Regions from separate parts of the Mus musculus genome. Here all the other regions are linked to region 3. The links are chromatin contacts, called in public promoter capture Hi-C maps. All regions are on one chromosome and are shown on one strand. The core of a region is the stretch at or near the end of the contact, and the rest is flanking DNA. Distances in the headings are between cores, read along the strand shown.

Region 1 (4,074 bases), core at 148-2,647, 2.1 Mb before region 3:
CTTCCTTATGCCCTGGGCAGGTGGCTGAGTCTTTCTGCCTTATTTTACTTATGAATAACACTCAATTCAAACTCTAGAACAGTGGTTCTCAGCCTTCCTAATGCTGCAACCCTTCAACACAGTTCCTCATGCTGTGGTGAACTCCACCTGTAAAATTACTTTTGTTGTTACTTCATAACTGTCATCTGCTACTGTTAGGAATCACAATGTGAATATGCAAGATATCTGATATGACCCCCACAGGGTCACAGCCCACAGGTTGAGAACTGCTGCTCTAGCGCCTAGCCTGCGATACCACACAAAAGCACTTAGCCCAACATCCAAATTAGCTAAATCCAACTCTATATATCCACCTCCGAGTTCCCAAGTGATGTAGTATGCTCTAGCATACAAACAGATGCCCAGGGTCTTATGTCCTACTGGTCAGCAGCTAGCTCTATAGGACCCCTGGAAGCTGCAACTGATGACTGACAGCTCCTGGTCCAGCAACCAACCAACCAACCACGGAGGGCTTCCCTCACTCGGTTCCAGAAACCCCTCACCTTTCCTCCATCACCCTCACTGCACCACTGACCACTCCACTGGTATACCTCACTGCATCCCATATTCATTCAAAGCTCATCTCACTTCCTGTAGAAAAGCCAAATTCCAGGGCCCCTACTCACTGTCCAGAAGGATATGGGAGGCTTAAGTCAGTCATACAGCTGGGTGGACTTCTGATTTCCTAACCCTGGTGTTTGGGGGGACACTGAACGATACCCGTTCCCCATCTCTCACCCAAATCTTGGACAGTCGGGGCTACGAGATCTTTCCTGTCCTGTACTCTAAGGATGAATGAAATCACCCAAAAGTGGAAAAAAAAGTTTGGTCTGTCCAGCACCGGAGAGTGTTTTCCCAACCCCAGAATGCTGCTGGAGTTTGGAGTTAGTTTGTTCACTGTATCACTGTGGTCCACTTCTCCCTTAGAGTCTGTCCTGCCCCCTCGGGCACCATGGCTTCTGCTTCGCAGAGATCAGCCCCAGGTGTCACTGGGAATCGGAATGCATGGGAAACTGAGGTCCCTAACGGGGCAGGACCGGCCCGAAGCCCTGAGTGCAGTTCCTGGACCCGCTTTGCTAGGGTCCGGGGTCGGAGGTCAGGGAGTCAAGGGTCACGGGTCCCCGTACCCGGGTCTGGCCGGAGCAGGAGCCGCGAGGACAGGACACAAACCCGGCTTCCTGGCGGAACGCCTACGGCCCTCTCACCTGGCCGCCGTCTGCCTCTTCGCCCCACTCTGAGGCATTCCCGAAGTAGTCTTCTCCCATAATTGTACCCGGCGCCGGACCCGCCATATCTGCCGCGTCTCCTCACTGCGCGTGCGCCGGACACAACAAATGGAAGAGCGCGTGCGCGGTTCTGGGCCTCAGGCAAGGCTAGAGAGGCGGAGTTGGAAAGGGGCGTGGTTACAGAGGAGGCGTGGCCTAGTCTTTGGCCTGCTGGGCGGGGAAACACCTTGTAGGATCTCTCATGAGCAAGATGGCTTGAGTCACAGCTTTATGTCTGCCCAGAACACTTCCAAGTTACCTTTTCTCCTTTTTAAGACAGGGTCTCGCCGGGCGCGGTGGCGCACGCCTTTAATCCCAGCACTCGGGAGGCAGAGGCAGGCGAATTTCTGAGTTCGAGGCCAGCCTGGTCTACAAAGTGAGTTCCAGGACAGCCAGAGCTATACAGAGAAACCCTGTCTCAAAAAAAAAAAAAAAAAAAAAAAAGACAGGGTCTCACTCGGAAGTGCAAGCATGCTTCCAGTTGCTATAAAAACCTCGAACCTTCAGTGAGCTTAAGCTTTGCCTGGACAGTGCAGCTGCCAACCGAGCAGGTATCACAGAAATGTTCGGATTTCTTTTACTATGGGCAAAAAGTACTCGGTGCATTGCAGAGCGAGATATAAAACATATTTCCAGTGGAGGAGGCCCTACAGCCTACAAAAGCCATGACTGGGCTCTGGAAAAGTGGACCCACTGAACACCTAGACTGAAGATACCTGGAGAGGCCTCCTGGCAGGTGGCCCCAAATCATCGATCGGGGAGGTTAACACCATGGGCTCTGGATGCAGACAGTGAGGAGAGGCTAGAGAAAAGAGCCAGCCATGTAGTACAGTCCTCAGGCACTGTCTGCAGAGCTGTTGGAATGCTATTTTACTTCTTCCTTCCTTCCATCATTTGACAAGTGTTTGTTGAATAACTCCTAAGTGCCTGGATCATTGATAACACCTGGAGTACAGTGACGTACTCAGGGACGAGATCCTTGCCACTTTGCCACCCATGATCCGAGGGAGCTAGCCTGCAAACAAAGGGGAGAAATGATAATACTGGATAACCAAAGTAAATAGTCTGTAATGATAGAAGAGACTTTCCCAAGATGCTCAGGGTGGCTCTTTCCATTCCAAATAACCTGGTGAAGAAAGTCCCCCACCAGAGCTTGTGGCACCCTGCATTGTAGTTGATGCCAGAGCCACCCAAGGTGACAACCACTTGCAAGGCTTTAGTCCGATGGCACATTGAAGCACTAGACACAGAGTTAGCAGGTAGTCAGCAGGAATTAGTTATTATAAAAGTTCATCTGGATTTTTGTTTAAGGAAAGTGATGGAACAGATATATCTGGAATGTCTAGCTATTTGCTACACCCAAAGAGGACTTATGGAGAGGAGGGAGGAAACCAGAGTTGCAGGGAGTGAGGAGGAAGGTGGAAAGGCAAGGAATGGTCTGGTAAGAGGCTACTTAGACTTCCAGTCTGTACACTCACAGATAGCCCAGCAGGAGGTAGGTTTCTGCCTGGGGACAAAGATGTGTTCAGGCTGAGGCCATTGGAGGCAACCCTGAAAGGCTTCTTTGCAGATGGTGGAAGGACCACTTTCCATCTCTCTGCTTGGTGGGTCTAGATCCAGCTCACATGATGAAGGAGCTTTAAGTTCAGGAGTGCCCTGCTATGGATTTGTTTCAGGCTCATTTTTATTTGTTTTCTGAAAATGTTGGGAATAATGAATGTCTGTTAAATTCCAACTATGGCTCTTAGATACTGTCTGAGTGGAAAGCAGGCAGATTCATTTATGAATAATTAATTGCACGTACAGAAGCAGGGATTGTCTAACTCACCTCTCCCTTAACCAATAAATGGCTAATTATGACAGTGGTTAACAAGCCTAGCAGCATTGCATCCAGCCTATGTCACTGTTGCTAGAATAACTGATCGCTAGCCTCCTGAGATACTACTGTTCTCTGGAAAGACTCATCCAGCCTGATTTCCTTAGCTTTCATTACCTGAAATTAATCCTCTAGTTATTTGTTCCCTTGGTTAAGAGGTCTATGGGAGGGCTGGAGAGATGACTCAGCAGGTAAGAGCTCTGACTGCTCTTCTGAAGGTCCTGAGTTCAAATCCCAGCAACCATATGGTGGCTCACAACCGCCCGTAATGAGATCTGACACCTTCTTCTGGCCTGTCTGAAGACAGCTACAGTATACTCACATACAATGAATAAATCTTTAAAATAAAAAAAAAGAGGTCTATGAGAGCTAGAAGTTGTGGTCTCATGTGATCCATTAAAGAAATATTCAGTGAGTGCCTCCCAGGTAGCATGGGCTAAGACCTGAGCTGGGCACACAGCCTGTCAATCACTAGGAAAGAGAAGAGAGAAAGGGGAATCTGTCACAGATAGGAAGGAAGGCAGAAGCCTAAAGCAGGGGTCATTCGGAAGTTTTCCAGGGAAATGTTGAGACTTAAGGTCCTGAAGCTGAAGGGTGAGGAGAGAAGAGAGACGCATGTTGACAGTGGGGTCACTGAGGGGCCTCAGCAGGGAAGCACTTGCCCCCAGCCTGGGGACACGTCAAAACATAAAGTCGGGGTGGGGAGAGCCGGGAGAGGGTGTCTGCAGCACCAGCCTCCCTGGACTTCCTCACAAGCTGTTCCTGCTGTCCATCGCCTTGGTTTGTCGCTCTTGGGCCCTGAGACTTGGACATGGACCTCTCTCCTACTTCCTCCTGCTAGGAAATCTCACCCACCCCTTATCTTCCAGACCACTATATGCTGTGAACCCTCAT
Region 2 (4,077 bases), core at 764-3,263, 2.1 Mb before region 3:
GTCGTTTGTCCCCCACCAGTTGTGAAGTTCCTGGCAGGCGGGAGTCACAGGTGCCATCCCTGGGGCAGACTCAGGAGATCCAGTCACCGTATTCCAAATCAAGTCAATGTCCTAATGACTTCTCTCTCAATAAAAGGAACCATTACTAACATGACTCTTAAGGGTCTAAACACCTTGTTTTGCATCCTCAGTGAGCCTCTTAGTGTGTCCCTAGGAGGCAGTGATAGAAGGAAGACCTTGTTTTCCAAACCCCAAAGAGTTATTAGCATTTTTTAGTACAGGGAGACACAGAAAAGACCATCGGACCCCAGACATCCACCCACCTAACGATCCATCCCCATCACTCCAGATGAAGGAAGCAAAATCAGTAGACTGGTACAGTCATGTTTTGGAGAGCAATGGAAAAGAAGTAAGTTTTCTGGTATGACTTTGACAAAGAAAAAATCTTGAACTGGGGGCAAAGAAAGAAAAGAGAAAAGAGGAAGAGGAGGAGGAGGAGGAGGAGGAGGCAGAGGAGGCTGGCCAGCTAGCTGGTGAACAGCTTCATGAAGCTCTAGGGCAGCAGGGACTGACTGTTCTGTAGTGACTGCACTAGAGCCAGTAATACACAGCACTAACTTCACATCTTAACAAAGGCTGGGGCCCTCTCAGCAGCCCTTAAAACATTATCTCCCCAAGAAATCACTCAAAGTACTGAATATATATATATATAATCCCCCAGGTAAAACAAATTACACTTAGCAGCTACCAACCATATTATTTCCTTCCTGTCTAATATAATTTTTCTATCTTTTAAAATATAAACTGCTTTGGCTATTTTAAAAAAAAAAATGATCCACCCTCCTAAATTAACCTGGCTTTATTTGTTTTTAACAATTGAACAAACTAGGGACAAAGGGTAATTCTAAGTAGCTCTTTAAGTACCGAGATGCAAAGATTTTCCTCCAACTGTCATTTCAAAAGGCAAATTGTTCTGTCGGGAGGCACAGGATGCGGGGAACAGGGTGCGCAGAGGTGGGAAGCTACACCTGAAACCCAAGCCAAGCAGTTCGTCCATCTTACCCGGCACATCTCTGAATAGAACCACATGCCATCCGCTCCTGCCCCCTCACTTCTTAGTCATTCTCTCACGAATGTCATCTGTAATTATTAGGTACAGGGAGGAAATCACTGAACAAGCCTAGCAAGAGCCTCACCCTCACGTGCCTACAGACTAGAAGTCAAGCAGATAAACTAAATGGCCTAATTAATTCATTCCTCAAATAACTATTTCATTTTCAATAACCTTTAAACCCCTGCTATCCAGAGGTGCTGAGTGCCATGATGGAGACAGGCCAGGGCTGGCTTTCTGGGGGATGACTTACAATGGGAGCTAACAGATAAACAAGATGACTCCAGAGTGGTAATTGCTGAGGAATATGTAACAGGAAGTTGTGGAGGCACAGGAGGGCGTGGGCATCACTGAGAAATGGTGATGGAGATGACCTATGACCGTAGAGCAATTGGTCCAGCCCTGTCTGGGTGGCCTGTTCCACCAAGGGTAACCAACCCTGGGCTGGCAAGGGCACGGGTGCTGATTGAAACCACCCCTGTCCCGCCACCCCACTGCTTAGATTGAAGAGGTGGGACTAACTCTCTAAGACCACACCACAAAACCGTACTCTGGCAAACGCCGCCAGGCTCAGCCACATCCAATGAGAACTTTAGACACATATCAGCAACCCGCCAAACCAGCCAAAAAGTCCCGCCGCCAAGGCCCGCGCATGCGTAGTGCGGCGCCGGCCGGCCGCCTCACTTTTCGGCTCTGCGCCGGCGCACTGAGCCTTCACGAAGGAGGGACTTGATTGCGCCGAGCATGGGGGGCGGGGCTTGGTTGCTCTGAGCCAAGAAGACTGGGCAGGACTGCGCCGCGGGGCGGAGCCAAACCCGGCTTGGCTAGGCCGCGGGATGGCACTTCCGGGCGTCCTAGCGCCTGGCTCGACGGCGCCTGCGCGCTGCGAGGCCGGCCGGCCGGGACGGGGCGGGGCCGGCGAACTTCTGTGCCTCACTGTCCCCGGACACTGAGGGACACCGGGCAGGCAGCTGGCACCATGAAGATCTGGACTTCGGAGCACGTCTTTGAGTGAGTGTGGGTGCGGCGCCCGCCTCCGGCGCCCTCGGGGAACTTCCTGGCGTCGGGTGTAGCGAGACAAGCGGAGCTCGGGACTCGGGGGGATCGCCAAGGTCACGACCCCGACCCGAGCTAGGGCTCCCTGTCCCCAGGCCTGGGAATTCCTCCCACACCGTCGCCACTGACGGAAGACAAGAGCGGGCCGTCGAGCCTGATCCGGAAGTGACTCCAGGGGTCACAGAGCACGAGGCCCGAGGGCTTCACAGGGTTTTGGGGTGTCCTGAGCGCCGACGTATCCAGGGTATCCTGGAGTTTCCTGACTGATACCTGACAGACTCACCGGGACCTGACTGAACCCCGACGGCTTGTGGTGGCTGGAGTGCCCTGACTGATACCTGACAGACTCACGGTGTCGTGGCTGAACCCCAGTGATGGCATGATGGCCTGAGTGACCTGGGTTGTTCTGACTGAAATCCCCCATGTTATAGCGCCCCTCACCCCCACGGACATCTAGAAAGCTGGCCACCCACGTGGAGTGTCTTCCTGTTGGTCTCAGCTCATGCTACCATGATGCCAAACATTGATGACAGTCAATCTGGAGAGCAGATCTCTTGATTTCTTGATCAAGATCTCTTGATCTAGAGACCAGGGCCTGCTCTTGCAGATAATTTGTCACCTCTGTTTCCTATTCCTCTCAGCCATGACAGCTGACTGATAGCCAGTGTCTGCTATCACATCCAGTCACAGCTTTATGGTTCTCTGAACTTATAGTGGGAAACAGGATCAGAGTCAGTGGGGTGTTGGGAATTATACCACCCAGGTTCATGGTGCCACACACAAGAACAACAGAGCTTTCTACCTAAATAACTGGTTTACGCCTTGTTCCAGCCCTCCTTTCTGACTGATTTATTGTGCTCTATTCTACAATGTCATCTTGTCATAGTTATTGTTGACTTACATCCGAAACCACTTCCAGATGATCTGAGCTCCTTCACTCACTTGGCCAATGTTGCCACACTGTTTTAATAGTATAGCTTTATGGTGCCTTTTAATCTACAAATGCCAATCCTGATTACTGAGGGTAATTGTAAAAGAAGTTTTACATAGTAGATCATATCTGAGTACCTGCTGTGTCCCAGAAAGGACAAACTACTAGAACTAGAAGGGACTCTCAACGTTTGTACCACTTCTGGGACTGAGGGGCTGTGGTCCTTAGGATGCTGTCTGTTTCAGAACAAGGGGTTCTGGACCCCAGTCCTCTTCTACATCTGAATGCTTTGCTTCAGAGCTGTTGGCCCAAAGTGTCATCCTTAGAACTTAGAACTTGTTCCTCCCTTACGGTTCTCTACATCTATACTCTTTCCTCGGCTTGCCTCCCCCCTCACCCCCCCTACCCCAACCCTTGGATCCATCCCTTCCCTTTCCTAACGGCATGTGTTCAATGAAAGTCGGTCGTTGGTGATCCTAGTCTATTTTTGCCACAGACCTCTGGAGTAGATGAAAGCTGAAGGACCTGTCTTCTAGAAGATAGATACACAACTGCTCCCTGGGAGGAGCCCAGCAGTGCCTTGTATCCAGACCGGTTGGGCCACCCAAAGTCCCAGCCTACATGCACTTTGGCACCAGGATCTGTATGTCAGCCAGGATGGTGCTGCATGCCTGTAACCCTAACAGTTTGGGAGCCTGAGACAGGAGAATTCCCATGAATATCAGGCTAGCCTGAACATCCGGGTACACAGTGTGTGCTGGGCAGCCAGGACAGCATAGCAAGGCCACATCTCAAAACAGTAACAGAGACAGAAGCGCACTGAACTTCCCACTTCGCCTCCTGAATTGCAGTCTTGATGTCTTGCTTCCTTTTTCAGGGTTCCATCTTGAGAACATTGCTCTCTCAAGCAGGACTCTAGGTCATTCCTCATCCAACCTAGCTTGGATTTTTTTGGGCACTGTCTTCTTGAGAAGCCCTG
Region 3 (4,552 bases), core at 1,199-3,698:
GAGGCAGGAGGATCAGAAGTTCAAGCCTATTGAGTTGAAGGCCAGCCTGGCTGGAATACAGGAGACCTTGTCTCAAAACAACCAGAGGAAGCCATATTAGAAAAAGAAGGTTGATTGAGTTGATCACGCTGTGTGGTAACACTTGCTCCCATCCATTTGATAAGTACCGTATGTGTTGACTTTGTACTGGGCCGTGTTCTGAGTGCCATGAAAATCTTAGTTTAGTGCAATCCTCACAATATCCCCATGAACAGAAGAGGATCTGCAAAGTCCGGGGTGTGTGTGTGTGTGTGTGTGTGTGTGTGTGTGTGTGTGAGCACATAGCCAGAGGCAGCACAGCCCAATCCCAGACCCAGCACTGTGCCTGTCAGAGTGTTCCAGAGCAGGGACATTGCAACAAACCAGACGGACAGACCTCTAAGAAGACTCTGACTTTAGGGAGCAGAGAACAAACAGTGAAACCTAGGGAGGAGACACACCAAGACAAGCAAGGAGTGAGTCAGGAGGGATGCTGCTCATTAGATAAGGGACGCCAGCCAGCAAGCCACTTGCATACGAACTCCTCCCCCTCCCCCCCCCAGGGTCACAAGTGGCCTCCACTCACTTGGTCTATGTGACCCTGAACCCTGAGCTCTGAAAGGGCTCCTTGTGTGGCGTATCTCCCCATCTCTGGCACAGTGCAGTCCTTGCTGTAGGCAAGAGGTTGACATGTCACTCAAGACACTTGATTTACTATCTAGAACATTTGGAGACCCCAGCTGGCCTCCCAGTGAAGGCAGGCAGGTTGGAGGTGGAGTGGGAATGCCGGACTGAGTCCCAGGGCAGGTCCCTCCCCCACAGTTGGCTTCTTGAGGAGTATCCTTTTTGAAGTACAAGCTCAGCTCCTGGGCTCTGGAGGCCCTGGGCGGTGTGACACGGATGACAGAAATCACTGGTGTCAGCCATGATGTACCAGATGCCAGCTAGCATGCTGTCGCCTATCACATTCACCCTCTGGGAAATGACTTAGTAACATCTCATTTTACAGACATGGAAAAGGGATAGCGTTTGATCAAAGTGATTGACTTAGCAAGCAGAGACATGGATCCTATGAGCCTGAGACCAGACTTATCCTTGCTGTAAACACACCTGTCAAGGCAGAGTGTGTGTTTAAGGTTAGGGTTAGGGTTAGGGTTAGGCTACCAACAGGGCTGATGTGGCAGAACAAGGTGAGAGGTTGTACCAGATCGTGAAGGCAGCTAAGATCTGAGCGCTAGAGAAGAGACAGTATAGGGCGGGGGGGCACACTACTGGTAGTCAGGGAAGACTTTCTGGAGGAGAGGGAAGCTATGCGGTGCCCTGAAGCACGGTACGCTGTGAGTATCCTGACTTGTGCTCAGGAGCAGAGCTGAGGCCAGTGTCCTGTCTGTCAGGCAGGAGAGAGGGGAAGGAAGTCCTTCCATCATTGTGCTCGGCACTCAAGGAAAGCGACCAATCCCTAACTGAAAAGCCACGGGAGCAGACAGTACTCAGAACTGCCCGATTCATGGCAGTGATCTTTCTTTCAGACTCCCCCAGACCTCGACGCTTCCGATCTACTACTTCTGAACTCCTGCTTTTTTTTTTTTTTTTTTTTTTTTTTGAGACCTACTTGAGATATGCTGCTGTCTGAATGGAAGCTGGTTTTCACTCTGAGCACTCAGGGCAAGTAACCACAACAAAACGGGATGGACTGCCTGCTCTGAGCCTGCTCTTCCAGCTAGATAAAAGGGTGGCGCAAGGAGCACAGGGAAGCGGTAGATGTACCGGCGGCACCGGCGATGCCGCCTCCTGGGCCCAGTGCCCAGGCCTCAACTGAACTTCAAAAGGAACAAGTCCAGGGGCCGGACTGGAAGTTCATATAGAATTCAGGCCCCTTGCGATCGGCTCGGTAACGCCACTGTTCTGGCTTTCGAAACTGGGGCTCGGCGGGCGACTCCATGACCTTGGGCAGCGCACCATTCCACTCCTAGCCTCAGTTTCTCCGGCTGCTAACTGAAAGAGATTTTTCTCGGATTCTAGGAATCTGAGAACTCAGGGACCCCGGAGGTGACCCGTTTCGGTCAGGTGCAATGTAAAAATTGTCCATTGGGGCTGGCCCTGGCACGGCGCTCCGGCCACTTGGGGATCAGGGTCCGAGTGGCTGTGGGGAGTCTTACCTGGCGGCTGAGACAGTCCCCGCGGGCCGTGCGCAGCAGTCGGGCGTCCGGAACCGGATGGGACAAGGCTAAGGCCCAGAGCGGTGGAGCACAGGAGGTGGCGGTTCCCAGGAGCCAAGGGGCCAGGGGCCGCAGCCGGGTGCTCACTCTTCCTGCCGGGCCAAGCAGCGTCAACAGCCCGGCCATGGCGCGCCGCGAGCGCAGCTCCAGTGTGCCCACTCGGGAATCAGCTCCAACACAGCGCGGTGGGCGGGGCCGAGACCGGGGCCTCGAGCTCCACCCCCCGACAGGCCCCGCCCCAACACCTTTAGGGCCCGCCCCCGGAGCGGAGCTGAGCGTGGGATAGGCGGGGCTCTATAGCGGAGCGCAGGTTTTGGGCTCCACCCAACAGCTCCGCCCTCCGCAGAAGCAGCCTATCCATGAGTGGGTGGGGCATCTGGAGACGCTCGCTCTCTTTTGTTCCCGCCCCTCAGCCCCGCTTCCTTGGCTAAGTTCCGCCTCCTGAAGCGGAGTGGGCGGGGCTGGGGACCTGCCAAGTCTATCAGCCTAGTTCTCAGGACCTCAGGCCAGTTCTTTGTGGAATGCATTTTCTCAGAACTTTCCAGGATTTTGAGTTTCCGGACTGTGGAGCGCGGCTGGCGGCTGTTTCAAGCGAGGGCTAATGCATTCTTTGTTTTTCCTCTCAGCCGAATGGGTGAAACCTGGAAGACTGATGCTTACGTGAATGCTTTAAAGAAGAAAGGAACTATAGAGGTTAACTCTCACTTGAAGAAGCCCTCTAAATGAGCCTACTATATCGCGGCTGTGAACATGAAAGCAGCCACTGTGGAGAAAAGTTTTGTACTTTCACAGATAGTTAAAAGTACACAAACCAGGTTGGTCAGCAACTCCGCTCCCATAGTGTCTCAAGAGAAGCAAAGACTCACATTTCTGTCGGACTAAAATCTGACAAGAGGGCACTCTCTCTTACCTGGTGACTATGCACTGCCTGGGGACTTGGGCCCACAGGAAGGCGTTGCTGGCATTAGATGTGGCCCCTCTACCTTGGACCTCTAGGCCCATGAGCCAAAATTAACCCTTCTGTTCTTATAACTTAAAGAAATAATAGTAAACTGTTATCTTGACATGGTGGTGCAGATCTGTAACTCAAGCACCCAGGAGGCTGAGACAGAAGGATTAAGAGTTCAAGGCCAGCCTCGACCCCAGGAGAACCTGTCCTACACACATGCTCAGAAGACAGCAATACTCATAGCAGGGCAGTCCAGATATCTGTCAGCTGGAGAATGGAACTTCCATCTGTGGATCACTTGCTATCCAAGCTGAGTTCCACCCTGGGGCCCAGGCAAGGTGGGGGTGGGGGCTGGGAGGTGGGGGGAGAGAGCCACAGTCTCCACAAAGTGCTCCTCTGGCCTGTACACATGCTCCCTCCCATGCAATAATAATAAAAAAATTTTTTTAAAGTAAGGCGTGAACACCTTCATCCTAGGGACAAGTCTCAGGACTGCTTTGCCAAATGGAAAATTCCAGCCACAAACACAACATGCAGGAGGATTTCATCTTCAGAGAATGCAAAGTTCACAGGCAAAATTCTGGACCCCCCCCCCCAAAAAGGTCAGCGGCTATCTAGGATTGTGAGTGGGATTTGGGCGGGGATTCAAGGAGCAGGGGGCTGACAGGGCAGTGAGGGTCACCACAATAAGCAAAGCTCACTTTTATGCAGAGCAATCATACTTCAGTGAAACAATGCCAGCGGTCCCCAGGACAGGCACCGTGGCCCAGCCTATAACTACAGTATTTGGGAAGTAGAGGCAGGAGCTCCAGACCAGCCCCCAAGCTCAGTCTCCTTGACCCAAAAGAATAAAATGTATAAAGCTAACATTCTCAAGATGTGCTGGCTGGATTCCAGCTTGGCAGAGCTCTCAGAGTCAGAAACCACGCTGGTTATGCCTGAGCTCTGTTTGTGGTAGTCCGGTACCAGTGTCTGAAGGAGGCAGACTGATCCTGTGTGGACTGCTTCTGCTCAGGGTGTTCAAGCTATAAAGATGAGTTAAAGGTATAGTCCTAAGCCGGGCGTGGTGGCGCATGCCTTTAATCCCAGCACTTGGGAGGCAGAGGCAGGTGGATCTCTGAGTTCGAGGCCAGCCTGGTCTACAAAGTGAGTTCTAGGTCAGCCACAGAGAAACCCTGTCTCGAACCCCCCCCTCCAAAAAAAAATAAAGGTATAGTCCTCAGTCACATTGGTCCTGCAACTCCAGCTGTGTGACCTGGAGTCAGTGGCTCAGCCTCTCTGAGCTTCACCTTTTCGCTTGTAAATTGAAGACACCCTAAGAGTTCCTCTTGTAAGACTGTTGGGAGAAGTCTTGACACAAATGTTA

Evidence for each region. Capture Hi-C pulls out chosen DNA fragments and counts their contacts.
Region 1: a contact with region 3 is called in a promoter capture Hi-C map of adipose tissue, with 3 times the contacts expected there. The contact joins the promoter of Nelfcd here to the promoter of Fam210b in region 3. A contact is called at or near these places in 1 of 115 datasets of contacts at active chromatin or transcription factors (fetal liver) and 1 of 9 other capture datasets (adipose tissue).
Region 2: a promoter capture Hi-C map of adipose tissue shows a contact between it and region 3, with 4 times the contacts expected there. The contact joins the promoter of Prelid3b here to the promoter of Fam210b in region 3. A contact is called at or near these places in 3 of 484 Hi-C or Micro-C datasets (CD4 T cells, the G1E-ER4 cell line and rod photoreceptor) and 1 of 9 other capture datasets (adipose tissue).

The regions. Positions count from the first base shown.
Region 1 is chr2:174,413,127-174,417,200 of GRCm38.p6, reverse strand. Nelfcd (negative elongation factor complex member C/D, Th1l) reads right to left here and starts at 1,397. Exons shown (of 15, transcript NM_020580.3): 1 at 1,245-1,397. The coding sequence starts at 1,331.
Region 2 is chr2:174,470,877-174,474,953 of GRCm38.p6, reverse strand. Prelid3b (PRELI domain containing 3B) reads left to right here and starts at 2,013. Exons shown (of 6, transcript NM_025531.2): 1 at 2,013-2,122. The coding sequence starts at 2,091. It overlaps Gm38546 (a long non-coding RNA gene), which reads right to left and starts at 1,943. Exons shown (of 2, transcript XR_867090.2): 1 at 1,365-1,943; 2 at 845-1,140.
Region 3 is chr2:172,343,473-172,348,024 of GRCm38.p6, reverse strand. It overlaps Fam210b (family with sequence similarity 210, member B), which reads right to left and starts at 2,448. Exons shown (of 3, transcript NM_025912.4): 1 at 2,178-2,448. The coding sequence starts at 2,363.